2 separate regions of the Pan troglodytes genome follow, and region 1 is linked to region 2. Evidence: chromatin contacts called from public HiChIP or PLAC-seq data. All regions are on one chromosome and are shown on one strand. Each heading gives the region's core, a stretch centred on a gene start, on an enhancer-like site or on the middle of the called end of the contact. The rest is flanking DNA. Distances are from core to core; before and after follow the strand shown. Region 1 holds the start of HSD11B1L (hydroxysteroid 11-beta dehydrogenase 1 like). Region 2 holds the start of SAFB2 (scaffold attachment factor B2).

Region 1 (5,873 bases), core at 864-3,363, 58 kb after region 2:
GGATTACAGATGTGCATCACCACGCACGGTTAATTTTTGTATTTTTAGTAGAGATGGGGTTTCACCATGTTGCCCAGGCTGGTCTCGAACTCCTGACTTCAGATGATCCGCCCACCTCAGCCTCCCAAAGTGCTGGGATTACAGGCGTGAGCCACTGTGCTCGGCCTCCTTTCCCTTTTAGATCCCTAAGAGACACGTGTCGGGCACGAAGGAGGATGGACAGAAAGGAATGGCCAGGAAGTGGGGAGAGGGGCTAGACTGGGGTGTCTCCCTCCAAGCAAAGAAACTGGGTGCCTTACCTGCATTCCAGGAGTCACGGATGGGAAAGTAAATCTTTGGAGGGGCTGGGAGCTGGGAAAAAGAGATGGGCAGAAAGAACTGGTGAAAAGGCTCAGCAGCCCATTCCCAGAGGCGGAGGGAGGAGGACAGGCCGGAGAATCAGGCCAGCATCAATATGGAGGACAACATCGTGCAGGGCTGGAGGGACCTCCCAGAGCTGACCACCCGCCAAGCCCTGGCCTCGCTCCCGGCCCGTAGTACCTGGGGTATCTGCAGGCCTGTCTGCTGACACACGTACTGGCTGAACTGGTACATGGCTGGGGGGACCACCTCCCCAGCCTTCTGTAGGGCTGCCTGGCTCTTGTCGCTGGGCCCCAGCAGCTCCTGGTCGTACACCAGGTAGACGGCGCCCCCAGCCACACTTCCCTTGATGAGGAACCTGCGGGCAGGGACGGGAGGAGCAGAAGCTCAGCGGACACTGACAGCCACCCTCAGGGGCCAAGGCCCACGGGGAGAGTGAGACCCTCCTGAGGGCTCACCGTCCACAGGGTGACACTCTGTAGTGCAGCACCGTCGACCCAGACCCCTATTATATACAGCACTCATTTTACAACGTGCAAGGCAGGGCGGCTGGACGCCACTTTAACTGATGAACTGAAACCCAGAGGGGGAGAGTGGGTCACTCAAAGTCCCACAGTGAGCAGGGGCAGTGAAGACGTAAGATCTTGACCTTCTAGAAGCCTTCCAGCCCTGGAGAAACCAAGTGTCCCTGGGCGCCTCCTGCCCGCTGTCACTCGCAGCTCCGAGCATGCATTCACTTCTCATCCACGCCAGCGGCAGGATTCACCGGCATTCCCACTTCACAGAGAAGACAACTGAGGCTCGGAGGCGGAGGCTGACACCGCGAACGGAACGCCAAGGGCTCGCTGGGAAGCAGGAGGGAGGGGATTGGCGACCTTGGGAAGCCCCACCCCGCTGAAGCCTCAGTTTCCCTATCTGGCCCATAGGCGGGGGACGAAGGGGAAGTGACTCTACGGGAAGCGAAGAGCAGATCGGGACCAGACTGGAGACAGGGATGCCCACAAAAAGGGACTTTTTCGGGGACTCGGGTCCCCTCCGGCGCCCCCACGCACCTCATCAGCGACCACACCCGGGCCACCATGGTCGCTCGGATCCACGCGCAAGGACACTCGGCTCGCCTGTCGCTTCCTGTCGCGGCGCCGCAGAGGCCTCTGGAAGGTGTAGTCTTTCTTGCCCGACGCAAGGTCCTCTGGGAGTCGTGGTGTCTTGCGGCTCTGAGACTCCAGAGAAGGGCTGCGGTCTCGCAGCGGAGGGCCGCTGGGAAATGGACGCTTTAAGGCCCGGGCCGCCGCAAGGCTGTCTGGGAAATGTAGTCAGCACGGCGCTGTTTGCACCTGGCCGCGGAGCCTCCTGGGAAATGTCGTTCGGCCCGGCCCAGCCCTGGCACCGTGAGGGGAAAGAGGCATCAGGTGCCTGGCTGAAGCCTGAAGGTGACCCGAAAAGAAGTCAGAGCCCGAGAGATCCACCCGCGCCCGCGCGGGGGACCAAGGGCCCGGACTTAAGAAGAGTGTGCCTACAAGGCAGTTGTCACGGCAACGAGAGGGCGGGATTGTTCGAGAGCTGCGGCCCCCTCACGTGATCGATTCGGAGGCGGGGCGTCCGCCCAGGGGGCGGGGCCGGGCCCCTGCTGGGAGGTGGAAACCAGGCGGGGACTGTTGCCCGGCGACGCTCCGGCGCTGGGTCCCCGAGGCCCGGCCCCTCCCCGGGAGGAGGTGGGCTTCGAGTCACGTGACCCGTGCCCTACGGGAGGGGTGCGGTCGGGGACCCGGCAGGAGGCGGCCGAGAAGAGAGGACCGTGGGGGCGTTCGCGTGGCTCCCAGCCCGGGACCCCACCCCCGCTGGACAGTGGGGGAAACTGAGGCCTGAGCGGGTGAGTGCACGGTTTAGGGGTGCGCAGAGGGTCACACGCCCGCTTTGTTCAGAGGGGAAGCTAAGGCCCGCCGAGGTCAAGAAGGGGCCGATGCGTTCTGCAGGGCTTCCCCCCATTTCTCCAGCATTTCGGCCGGGCTGCTTCAACCGTTCATCTGCCCATCCATCCATCTGTCCCCCACCCGTCTATCCATCTGGCCATCCACCCATCCATCCTTCCATCTATGCATCCACACTTCCGTTCATCCATCTGTCCGCCCATCCACCCACCCATCCATTCATCCATCTGCTCCCCCCATCCTTCCACTCATCCATCTGTCCACCCATCCATCTATTTATCTGGCCATCCACTCATCTATCCGTCCATCCATCCATCCATCCATCCATGCATCCGTCCGTCCATACATCCATCCTTCCATCCATTTATGTGTTCCCCCCATTTATCCATTCATACATCCATCCACTCATCCATCTATCCACCCATACATCTCTCCGTGCATCATCCATCCATCCACCCATCCATCCTTCTATCTATGCATCCATACATGCATCTGTCCATGTATCCATTCATCCATCCACCCAATCGTCCACCCGTCAGTCCATCTGGTCCCACTTCCCCCTGCCGGGCTGCTGCAGTCAGTGTAGAGCTGGGGGTGGAAAGAGGGATGAGCAGAGGGGCTTCATGGGCTGTCCCTGGAAGGGGAAAAGGTGGAAGCTCGTTTCTTGCTGTGGGCATGCCTGGTGTGTCTGGGGAAGGTGAGGAGTTCATTATTTTGAGAACTGAACGATTCATAGATGGGGCCGTGGGAGAGGAGGATAGACAGGTAGTCAGGGGCTATACCTGCAGGGCCTCATGGGGTGCAGTGAGGAGCCTGGTTTCCATCAGTTGCAGTGGGGACCCCTGAGAGGGTTTGGAGCAGGAAGGGCCATGGCCATGTTGCTTTTGACACAGACGCCTTTGGCTGCATTGACAGAAGAGGCAGGGAGAGAATGAGTATGGACATGGGGAAGCCAGTGTGGAGGTGGGGGAGACCAAGTGGGAGATGGAAGGGAGGCCAAAGGAAAGATGGGGGTGGTCAGGCCCAGGGTAGGGTCTAGGAGGGAGGTGACAATCTGGGAGTCCTGGAGAGAGAGAGGAAGGGACAGCTGGGGAGAGACTGGAGAGGGAGAACTGATAAGATCTGAAAACCATGAGCTCATGGGGGTGAAAGGATAGAAGGAGGTGAGGACAATACCTGGGTCTCCCATTTAGGGACAGGGGACAGTGGGGCTATTTCTGTGATGGTGAGCTGGGAAGAGAAGCAGGTGTGGGGTGACATGCTGAGCCTGGATTGGGTCCTGCTGGTTCTAAGGGGCCTGGAGGTTGTCAAGAGGAGACACCCAGAAGACAGCAGAGGCAAAGAACCTAGGGCTGGACCTACAGATGGGAGATTTAGGGACTCCTCAATGATCCGCTCCATCTGGTCTGTCTCAGCTTCCTGGTTCTGGAAGTCCCCTTCCCCTTGTCCCATTGAATTTTTTTTTTTTTTTTAAGACAGAGTCTCACTCTGTTGCCCAGGCTGGAATGCAGTGGGGCGATCTCAGCTCGCTGCAATCTCCGCCCCGCTGGGTTCAAGCAATTCTCCTGCCTCAGCAGGAGACCCCATCTCTACAAAAAATACGATGATTAGTTGGGCGTGCTGGTGCACCCACCTGTAGTCCTAGCTGCTCCATTGGCTGGGATCACAGGCATGTGCCAGCATGCCCAGCTAATTTAGTATTTTTAGTAGAGACTGGGTTTCTCCATGTTGGTCAGGCTGGTCTCGAACTCCCAACCTCAAGTGATCCACCCACCTCGGCCTCCCATAATGCTGGGATTACAAAGTGTAATCCCAGCCTGTGCAACAAGAGTGAAACTCAGTCTCAAAAAAAAAAAAAAAAAAAAAAGAACCTGGACTGTTTCTCTCTTTCACCTTCTCCCTGGAATTAGTGAATCAGCTCCCACAGCTGAAATCATAAATCATATCTTCATCTGGATGACGCAGGCACCTCTGTCTCCAACCCAGCCCCACGTGTCAAATTCCTTCTGGGTGTCTCCGGAGAGTGAGCTGTCTCTTGGCTTCCTCACCTCTCGCCTCCCACGTGCCTCACATCACTCCATGATCAATCTGGTACCTATTGAGCACCTACTGTGTACCTGGCACAGTTTTGGGCTCTGAAGACCCAATAGTGAACAAAATAGAAGATTTCCATTTCCTTCCTGCCCTTATGGAGCTGATGGTCTACAGGGAGAGAAGGATGGTGGAACGAGTAACAAATGATCCTTGGGCTGGGCACGGTGGTTTACACCTGTAATCCCAGCACTTTGGGAGGCTGAGGCAGGAGGATCACTTGAGCCCAGGAGTTCAAAATCAGCCTGGGCAGCATAGTGAGACCCCATCCCTACAAAAAATACTATGATTAGTTGGGTGTGCTGGTGTGCCCACCTGTAGTCCCAGCTGCTCCATTGGCTGAGGCAAGAGGATTGCTTGAGCCCAAGAGGTCCAGGCTGCAGTGAGCTATGGTCACACCACTGCACTCCAGCCTGAGCAACAGAGTGAGACTCTGCCTCAAAAATAAAAAAAAATAATAAAAAAAAGGAGGCCCTCACTTGAAGGAGGTCACTGTTCTTTGTTTGTTTGTTTGTTTTTGATACGGAGTTTCGCTCTTGTTGCCTAGGCTGGAGTGCAATGGCAAATCTCGGCACACTGCAACCTCTACCTCCCAGGTTCAAGCGATTCTCCTGCCTCAGCCTCCCAAGTATCTGGATTACAGGCATGTGCATGCCTCAGCCCCCTGAGTAGCTGGGATTACAGGCACCTGCCACCGCGCCCGGCTAATTTTTGTATTTTTAATAGAGATGGGGTTTCACCATGTTGGCCAGGCTGGTCTCGAACTCCTGATCTCAAGTGATTTGCCCGCCTCAGCCTCCCAAAGTGCTGGGATTCCAGGCATGAGCCACCACATCCAGCTGAAGGAGGTCACTTTTGCACTGAGACTTGAAAGAAGTGAGAGAGCAAGCCATTGGGTTATATCCGGGAACAGCATTCTAGGCAGTAGGAACAGCCCATGAGAAGGCCCTGAGGCAGGATGGTGACTGGCTGGTTTAAAGGAACAGCGAAGGGTCTGTTTTAGTGGAGCGGAGTGAGCAAGGAGGACAGGTCCACACAGGGCGTTTGTAGCCACCAAGGAGTCTGGTTTTTATTCTAACTGGAACAGGAAGGATTTTCAGTCCAGGAGAGGCAAGGTGTGTGGATGGAGAGGGCTGAGAAGGGTGGAGGGGGAGGGTGCAGGTGCGGTGGTTCATGGAGCCACCGTGGTGGCCTGGACAGGTGGTGGCTGTGGAGGTGGATAGGAAGGCGTGGATCCAAGGCGGTGGCATCACCAAACACCCACCAAACACGGGTGGCTGTGGGCCAGGCCTGTGCCGGCCACCTCTGTCCCCTGTCCCTCTGCAGGCCCACAGAGGACCATGAAGGTGCTTCTCCTCACAGGGCTGGGGGCCCTGTTCTTCGCCTATTATTGGGATGACAACTTTGACCCAGGTGAGCACCTGGGGTTGAGGGAGGGAGAAACCGGGCCAGCTGTCCTGTCCTCCGCCCAGAGTGACCACCCCGGCTATGGCC
Region 2 (6,689 bases), core at 3,941-6,440:
CTTTTAAAGAATATTTAATGAAACAGAAAAAATGCCCACAGTGTAGGCACAGTGGTTCACGCCTGTAATCCCAGCATTTTGGGAGGCTAAGGCAGGTGGCTCGCTTGAGCCTAGGAATTAAGAGACAAGTTAGGGCAACAAAGTGAGACCCCCATCTCCACCAAAAATACAAAAATTAGCCAGGCATGGTGTTATGTACCTGTACTCTGAATTACCGGTGAGAATGAGGTGGGAGGATGCTCTGAGCCTGAGAGCTTGAGGCTGCCACGATCATGCCACTGCCCTCCACTCTGGGCAACAGAGTAAGACCGAGTCTCTCTAACATACACACCCATAAAGAAAAATCAAACAGAAAAAAATACATACTTTCCCGTCTCTACTAAAAATAGAAAAACAGCCGGGCGTGGTGGCGGGCGCCTGTAGTCTCAGCTACTCGGGAGGCTGAGGCAGGAGAATGGCCTGAAGCCGGGAGGCGGAGCTTGCAGTGAGCCGAGATTGCACCACTGTACTCCAGCCTGGGCAACAGAGCGAGACTCCGTCTCAAAAAAAAAAAGAAAGAAAATTAAACATAAAAAACCTGCAGGGTCTACACCTTAAGAGTCTCACCACTGTTATAAATAATCACTCAAGAAATGCAGTTTAATTGCATGTCTCGCAACGTGAGCTTTTTCCAGTCTATCATTTAAGACGCCTAACAACGCTAGCAGGTTTTATTATCTGCATTTGACACATGAGAATTTGGTTGAGCTCCAAAGCTGGCACTCTAAAACTCAGCTGTCCCACTTCGCATTATATCTAAACACAGCATATCCTTTTTAAATACGTTGTCTAAAAATGTTTGGTAATTGCACCCAATTTCTAGGCCCCTAAATAGTAGCCTGCAGTGCCCACATAGGCCGGAAGAAATAGGAGAAATGCTGACCAAAAAGCATCACCGAAAAGCTAATGTGGCGCAGACAGGCGACACCCCAATCCCCGGCACCTGGCATTGGCCAACGAAAAGCTGCCGCTGTTGGGGACACAGATGTAAGAAAATCCAACTTTAATCCCACATGGCATCTAAAACTTAAATTTTTAATCCAAGTTTTATTTTTTCCAAACCCACCTACAATGTTGCCTAGGACTCCTAATCTTGGTGAAGACCCTTACTCTGATTTATAATGAGGACGCTTTTCCCTCAACAAGTTTGGCTACTTCAGTTTTTGCAAGGAAGCAGTTACTGGTGAGTTCCCAGAATGAGTCCAACTTTGGACTCAACTGAACACTGCTGCATAGTGCTTGAAACGAAAATTAACTGGTGAATTCCTCCTGATCTAACGGTTGTATGTAATCACAGGCCCTAACTGCAACCACAAAGTCCTAAGGCTCTTGTGCTTTATCCATTAGCCACGTGCCCCGACACCTCTAGAGAACATCACCAGCTCAGGATGGAAGATGAGGCCTGCAGGGCCTGAGCACCACCTGAAGACCTGGGCTCTCTCTGGGCTTGGTTACTTCTCTGAAAAAGGAATGGGAAGGGATCAGAAGCCCTTCTAACCCTCACTAGAGCTGAGGCTACAAAAGTCCTTTTTATAGCAACAGAAGAACTTTATCATCCAAGCTTTCCTGACAAAACACTAACTCCAAGTAGTTTTGAATCCACCTAAGCTTTAATCTAGACATTCAGGCAGGTCTTCAAAGCACTCAGCTAAAGTTTAGTTTTTCTAATGATGCAAAGATCATTAGAAATGATCCCTGCTAGGCCGGGCGCGGTGGCTCATGCCTCTAATCCCAGCACTTTGGGAGGCCCAGGCGGGTGGATCACCTGAGGTCAGCAGTTCGAGACCAGCCTGGCCAACATGGATGGTGAAACCACGTTTCTACTAAAAATATAAAAAAGTAGCTGGGCGTGGCGGCGGGCACCTGTAATCGCAGCTACTCAGGAGGCTGAGGCAGAAGAATCGCTTGAACCAGGGAGGCGGAGGTTGCAGTGAGCCAAGACCGCACCACTGCACTCCAGCCTGGGCAACAACAGCAAAACTCCATCGCAAAAAAAAAAAAAAAAAAAAAAAAAAAATTCCCTGTTAAATTCCTGCTAAAAGCCAAGGATATTTTGAGTAGTAAGTCTTGAACTTTACAGTTTTAAAATGATCACCTACATAAAAAACTTTTAAACTTTATTGTTAAGCAGTTTTCCCAACCACTAAAAAAAGAAAATTCACATCATGCATAAGTTAACATCTAAACAGAGGAGATAAACTATATTTCCTGCGTAGACCAGTCTCTCACATTCTGAATCTGCTCAGGCTGGGCCTTCTAGGTGAAATACGGACACTCACAAGAACAGCAAAAACGTAACCATGTGTCAAAATTAAACTTTAACTTAAAGCTCTTATGCAACCTAACTAAAAGATTTAATCTTTCAAACTACATGCACATGTTTTAAACAGTTAATATGTTATGAAACACATTAAGAAGAAAAAGCTATTAAAAAAATGAAATTGTTAAAAATGCTACAATTTCTTTCTACTTTCTAAGCACTGATCCTCCACTGCCTGAATTTAGCACTTTTCCAAGAAAACAGGCCCCCTGCACAGGAAACCTAAATTATATTATCCTTATCACCATAAAACCTAACAATACCAACTGGGATAGTGAAAGCTTCAAAGTTTTATGGAATTCAATGCTTTCAAAAATAACTGGTATCAGCCATAAACAGGAATGAAGTATCGATACATGTTACAACACATGTTACAACACAGATGACCTTTAAGCATTATGCTACGTGAAAGCTGATGCAAATGGCCATATGTTGTGCAATTCCATCTACATGAAATGTCCACAATAGGCAAATCTATGCGGACAGAACATGGATTAGTAGTTGCCAGGGGCTGGAGGGAGAAAAGTAAGGCGACTAACTTCTAATGAGGACCGGGTTTCCTTTTTGGGTGATGAAAATCCAGAAGGAGACGGTGGTGGTGGTGGCAGAGCCTTGTGTATACACTAGGAAGCACTGAATTGTACACCTTAACCTGATGAATTTAACGGTCTGTGAATGAAACCTTCACATTCAAAAACCGTAATAGTAAAAAATAGGCTGAGTGCAAATACCCCAACAATCTACTTTGGACCCTAGCAAAGCTGAGTTCTATTCGGTCTCGGGTTGGTGTCCTTTTCTTTGGGTTAAGACCTATTTTTTGAACCAGGAAGGAAGCCAAGTAGGTACATTTGGTTCCTCAGACCCGTAGAAGTAGCTTTAAGAGCTTGTCTTTCTCTAGTTGACTTTTAATCCCAATGGCAGAAGCTGAAACGTTTTTCGTATATTTTAATTGCACTTGGCACCTGTACATCTCTTTCCTCCTCCCTGTGCCCTTGACAGAGCTACCTGTTAGGTGGTGACGAGCAAAGCTAACACTTAGTGGGGGGACACCGAGTACCAGAGAAATTCTCCCAGCCTAGAAGGCGGGAAGAGCACACTACACACCATTTCTCTAAATTCTCTGAACACTCAAGCCCCAAGCAGCATACGTACAATACCTTTAACACATCTCTTGGCTGACTTCTTGCTGGTGGCTTCTAATTCGATGCCAATTTCATCAGGATCTTGCCCCTCTTCTTTAACCGCCTATTAGGGAGAGATGAGTTTTACAACATCATTAAGAGCTGCAGGGCACACACTGTTCCTTACAAGTAACAACCTCCCATGAAACAAAGGCAAACCCGTCCATGCAAAGAGCAACTCCGGGTCAGCTATCTGGGCCGCAAGCCCAAAAGGCGGAGGAGGAACCCCGCACAACTTGCGTCTCTCTGGGTCCAAATGACAAAGGAGAGGGAGGCTGTGAGCAGGAGCTCCAGAATTGGGGTCAAGGACCAGTTCCAAAATGGCAACTCAACTCGACACTGCCCAACCTTCGACTTTAAAGTTATATGATGAGACAAATTAGAACAGAGAGGCTGCACTTGGCCCGGCCTCGGTGAAGGGCTGGCCACCGCTGGTGAGGAGGAACAGCAGCCAGCCTGGGGAGATTCAACAGGTCCCTCAGTGCCTGCCACCTGCCGGGTCCAGGACTGGGCACCCACAAGCTCCCTCCCTATGCTCAAGTTGTTTGTTCCAGTTGCGGAAACAGACAATTCCCAACCCCTTAATATTTTGCATTTAGCCCCTGCTTTCAGCGAGGTGCGACACAAACGCAGGATGAGCTGGCAAGGAGGTGGGGCAGCGCATTAGGAAGGGCGCTCAGGAAGGTGATGCCTCAGGCAGACCCAAAATGACAACAAGGGGCCGGCCACGAGAAGATCTGGGGGACCCGGGTGGACAGCTTCGTAAAGGCCAAGGCCCTGGGGCAAGAACAAGCACCGCCCCCTTTCCTGTAAATGCTCTGGAGTCCGCCAGACACCCATTCTCCGGAGGAGGAAACTGAGGCACAGAGAGAAAGGCACCTGCCCAAGGTCACAGAGCCAAGGCTCGATCGGGAGCCCCAGGAGGGGTCCTGGGGCCACCCTGGTAGCGGAGAAGACCGCACGCTGAGCGCGCTTGAGGAGAAAAGGTGGAAAGAGGATAGGAAGGGAGGCACAGAGAGGAGCGGTGACGGGCCAAGGTCACACAGCCGGCCCCCTGGGTGCCCGACACCTCGAGCCGGGGTCGGCCAAGACGCGGGGCGAACCCAGGGCGCCCCGGGTCCGGGAGCCGCGGTGACAGGTGCAGGCGGGGGCGTGCCCGGGCCTCCTGCGCCACCCCCGAGCCCCGCGCCGCCTCACCTTCTTGAGCCGCTCCATCAGGACGCTCTTGTTGCCGCCCGTGTCCAGGTTCCGCTTCTTCAGCTCCGCCCGCAGATCGATCACCCGCAGCTCGCTGAGCCGCCTCGTCCCAGTCTCCGCAACGCCCGGGCCGAGAGAAGCCGTGCCAGGGCCCGAGTCGCCCGACCCGGGCAGAGTCTCCGCCATCGTCGCGTTCCCGTCTTCGCCACCGACTCAGTCGCACACCGCCGGCAGCTATAGCGGCTCTGAACACAAAATGGCGCCGCCTAAGAGGAAAACGCACTCGTTTCCTCCCGCCCCGCTTTGCGGCCGCGCACGCGCACGCGCACCGCCCCCACCAGCGTACTTAGCAGCAAGGACGCTCGCGCGTCCACCAACCGCGGGTTCCCCGGCACAACGCGCAAGCGCTGAATCTGCAGCTCGCATGCGTCCCGGCAGTTCCCGGCGGGAGGCTGACGAGACGCAACGCGTCTGCGCACATCCCCGCGTTGTTCTCACTGCGCATGTGCAGTTGCAACCGGGATACTAGAACCTACGCTTGGTGCGCCTGCGCAGAAGCGAGGCGCGCTGGGGCGACTGGAGCGGTTCACTCGCAGGCGGCGCCATTTTGTGCTAGGAGCCTGATAAAACCGGCCCGGTTCTGTGGAAAGTGGGCGGCGGAGCCAGGGTCCCTGGAATGGCGGAGACTCTGTCAGGCCTAGGTGATTCTGGAGCGGCGGGCGCGGCGGCTCTGAGCTCCGCCTCGTCAGAGACCGGGACGCGGCGCCTCAGCGACCTGCGAGTGATCGATCTGCGGGCGGAGCTGAGGAAACGGAATGTGGACTCGAGCGGCAACAAGAGCGTTTTGATGGAGCGGCTGAAGAAGGTGGATTTGGGGCCCCGAGGGCGGGCACAGGGTGGGTCTGGGGTCCTCTTGGCCGCGACGGTGGCTCGCGGGCCCTGGCTTCCGCCCCCGGCCCCGTTCGCGGCCTCCCCGGACCTGGCGCTCTCGCGTCCCCCGGCTCCTCCGAGGCCCCGGCGAGAGTTCCTTGGCCGGCTGGGCCTGGGTTCAAATCCTAACGCCGCATTGGGGCCGGGAGAACCACAAAAACGGCACGCGTGCAGGAGAAACGGTGACGGGTGACATCGTCCACTGAGAGGAGGGTTCTCCCCTCGTCTCGTCCCCGCCTCCGTACCTGGAGGGGAGACCCTGAAACCCTCATTTCCTAGGCGAGGGGAAGGGACTCGGCCAAGGTCACACGGCCGAGGACGGGCAGCGTCGGGATTTGAACCCAGGCCCTGGGATTCCTGATTCGGCCGCTTGGTTTCCCCAGGGAAGATGCTTTGTGACCCACAGGGGACCGACCAGCCTGAATCGGGGCTGATTCACAAAGGAAACACCCGTAGGACATACTCAAAGGGAAAAATAGAAAAAACACCACCGCAATCCAGTTTTCACGGTTTGCCGGTACTCGCTCGGTGAAGTAACATGGCAGGAAGGAAAAGTGGTGTTGACGGTAGTGATCAGAAATGTGAAATGAGGGGAGACCCGGGGTGGACTTTAAAACCAGCCTCAGAACTGCCCGGGAGGCGGGCAGAGCCTGGGCTCCCCCAGCTCCGTCAGTCTCTCTGGACTTGGGGACCCTGCCAGCTCTCGGTGGCCTGATCTTGGGCATAGGAGACCTTGAACCCCTTCTGAGTCCTCTTTTCTATTCTTTTTTTTTTTCTCCTGTAAGAAGCAAAAAAGCAATAGGACTTTGGTTTGGGGATTAAATAAGGTTGCGTGGAGCAGGCTTGGCGTGCTGCCTGGCGCATGTAAACACTCGGTGTGTGGTTGCCATCACGATTCGCTTTTTCTCTCTGTGCCACCACGAGTCCTCATTTGCAGATCGGGGGCTCTAACGCCTCCCTTGGGGGATTCAAAGGATCCCTAGGAAAAGCAGAGAGGCAAGTAAAGGTTAGCCACCTGCGGT

What was found. HiChIP or PLAC-seq counts read pairs in DNA pulled down with a chosen protein or histone mark.
Region 1: an H3K4me3 HiChIP or PLAC-seq map of stem cell-derived excitatory neurons shows a contact between it and region 2, with 3 times the contacts expected there. The contact joins the promoter of HSD11B1L here to the promoter of SAFB2 in region 2. A contact is called at or near these places in 1 of 7 Hi-C or Micro-C datasets (stem cell-derived neural progenitor cells) and 1 of 1 datasets of contacts at active chromatin or transcription factors (stem cell-derived excitatory neurons).

The regions. Positions count from the first base shown.
Region 1 is chr20:8,025,193-8,031,065 of NHGRI_mPanTro3-v2.0_pri, forward strand. HSD11B1L (hydroxysteroid 11-beta dehydrogenase 1 like) reads left to right here and starts at 2,114. Exons shown (of 8, transcript XM_054673231.2): 1 at 2,114-2,230; 2 at 5,706-5,792. The coding sequence starts at 5,720. It overlaps MICOS13 (mitochondrial contact site and cristae organizing system subunit 13), which reads right to left and starts at 2,014. Exons shown (of 4, transcript XM_512299.9): 1 at 1,413-2,014; 2 at 541-718; 3 at 300-351. The coding sequence starts at 1,441.
Region 2 is chr20:7,963,715-7,970,403 of NHGRI_mPanTro3-v2.0_pri, forward strand. It overlaps SAFB2 (scaffold attachment factor B2), which reads right to left and starts at 5,191. Exons shown (of 21, transcript XM_054673220.2): 1 at 4,738-5,191; 2 at 3,517-3,604. The coding sequence starts at 4,923. It overlaps SAFB (scaffold attachment factor B), which reads left to right and starts at 5,171. Exons shown (of 21, transcript XM_016934768.4): 1 at 5,171-5,602. The coding sequence starts at 5,414.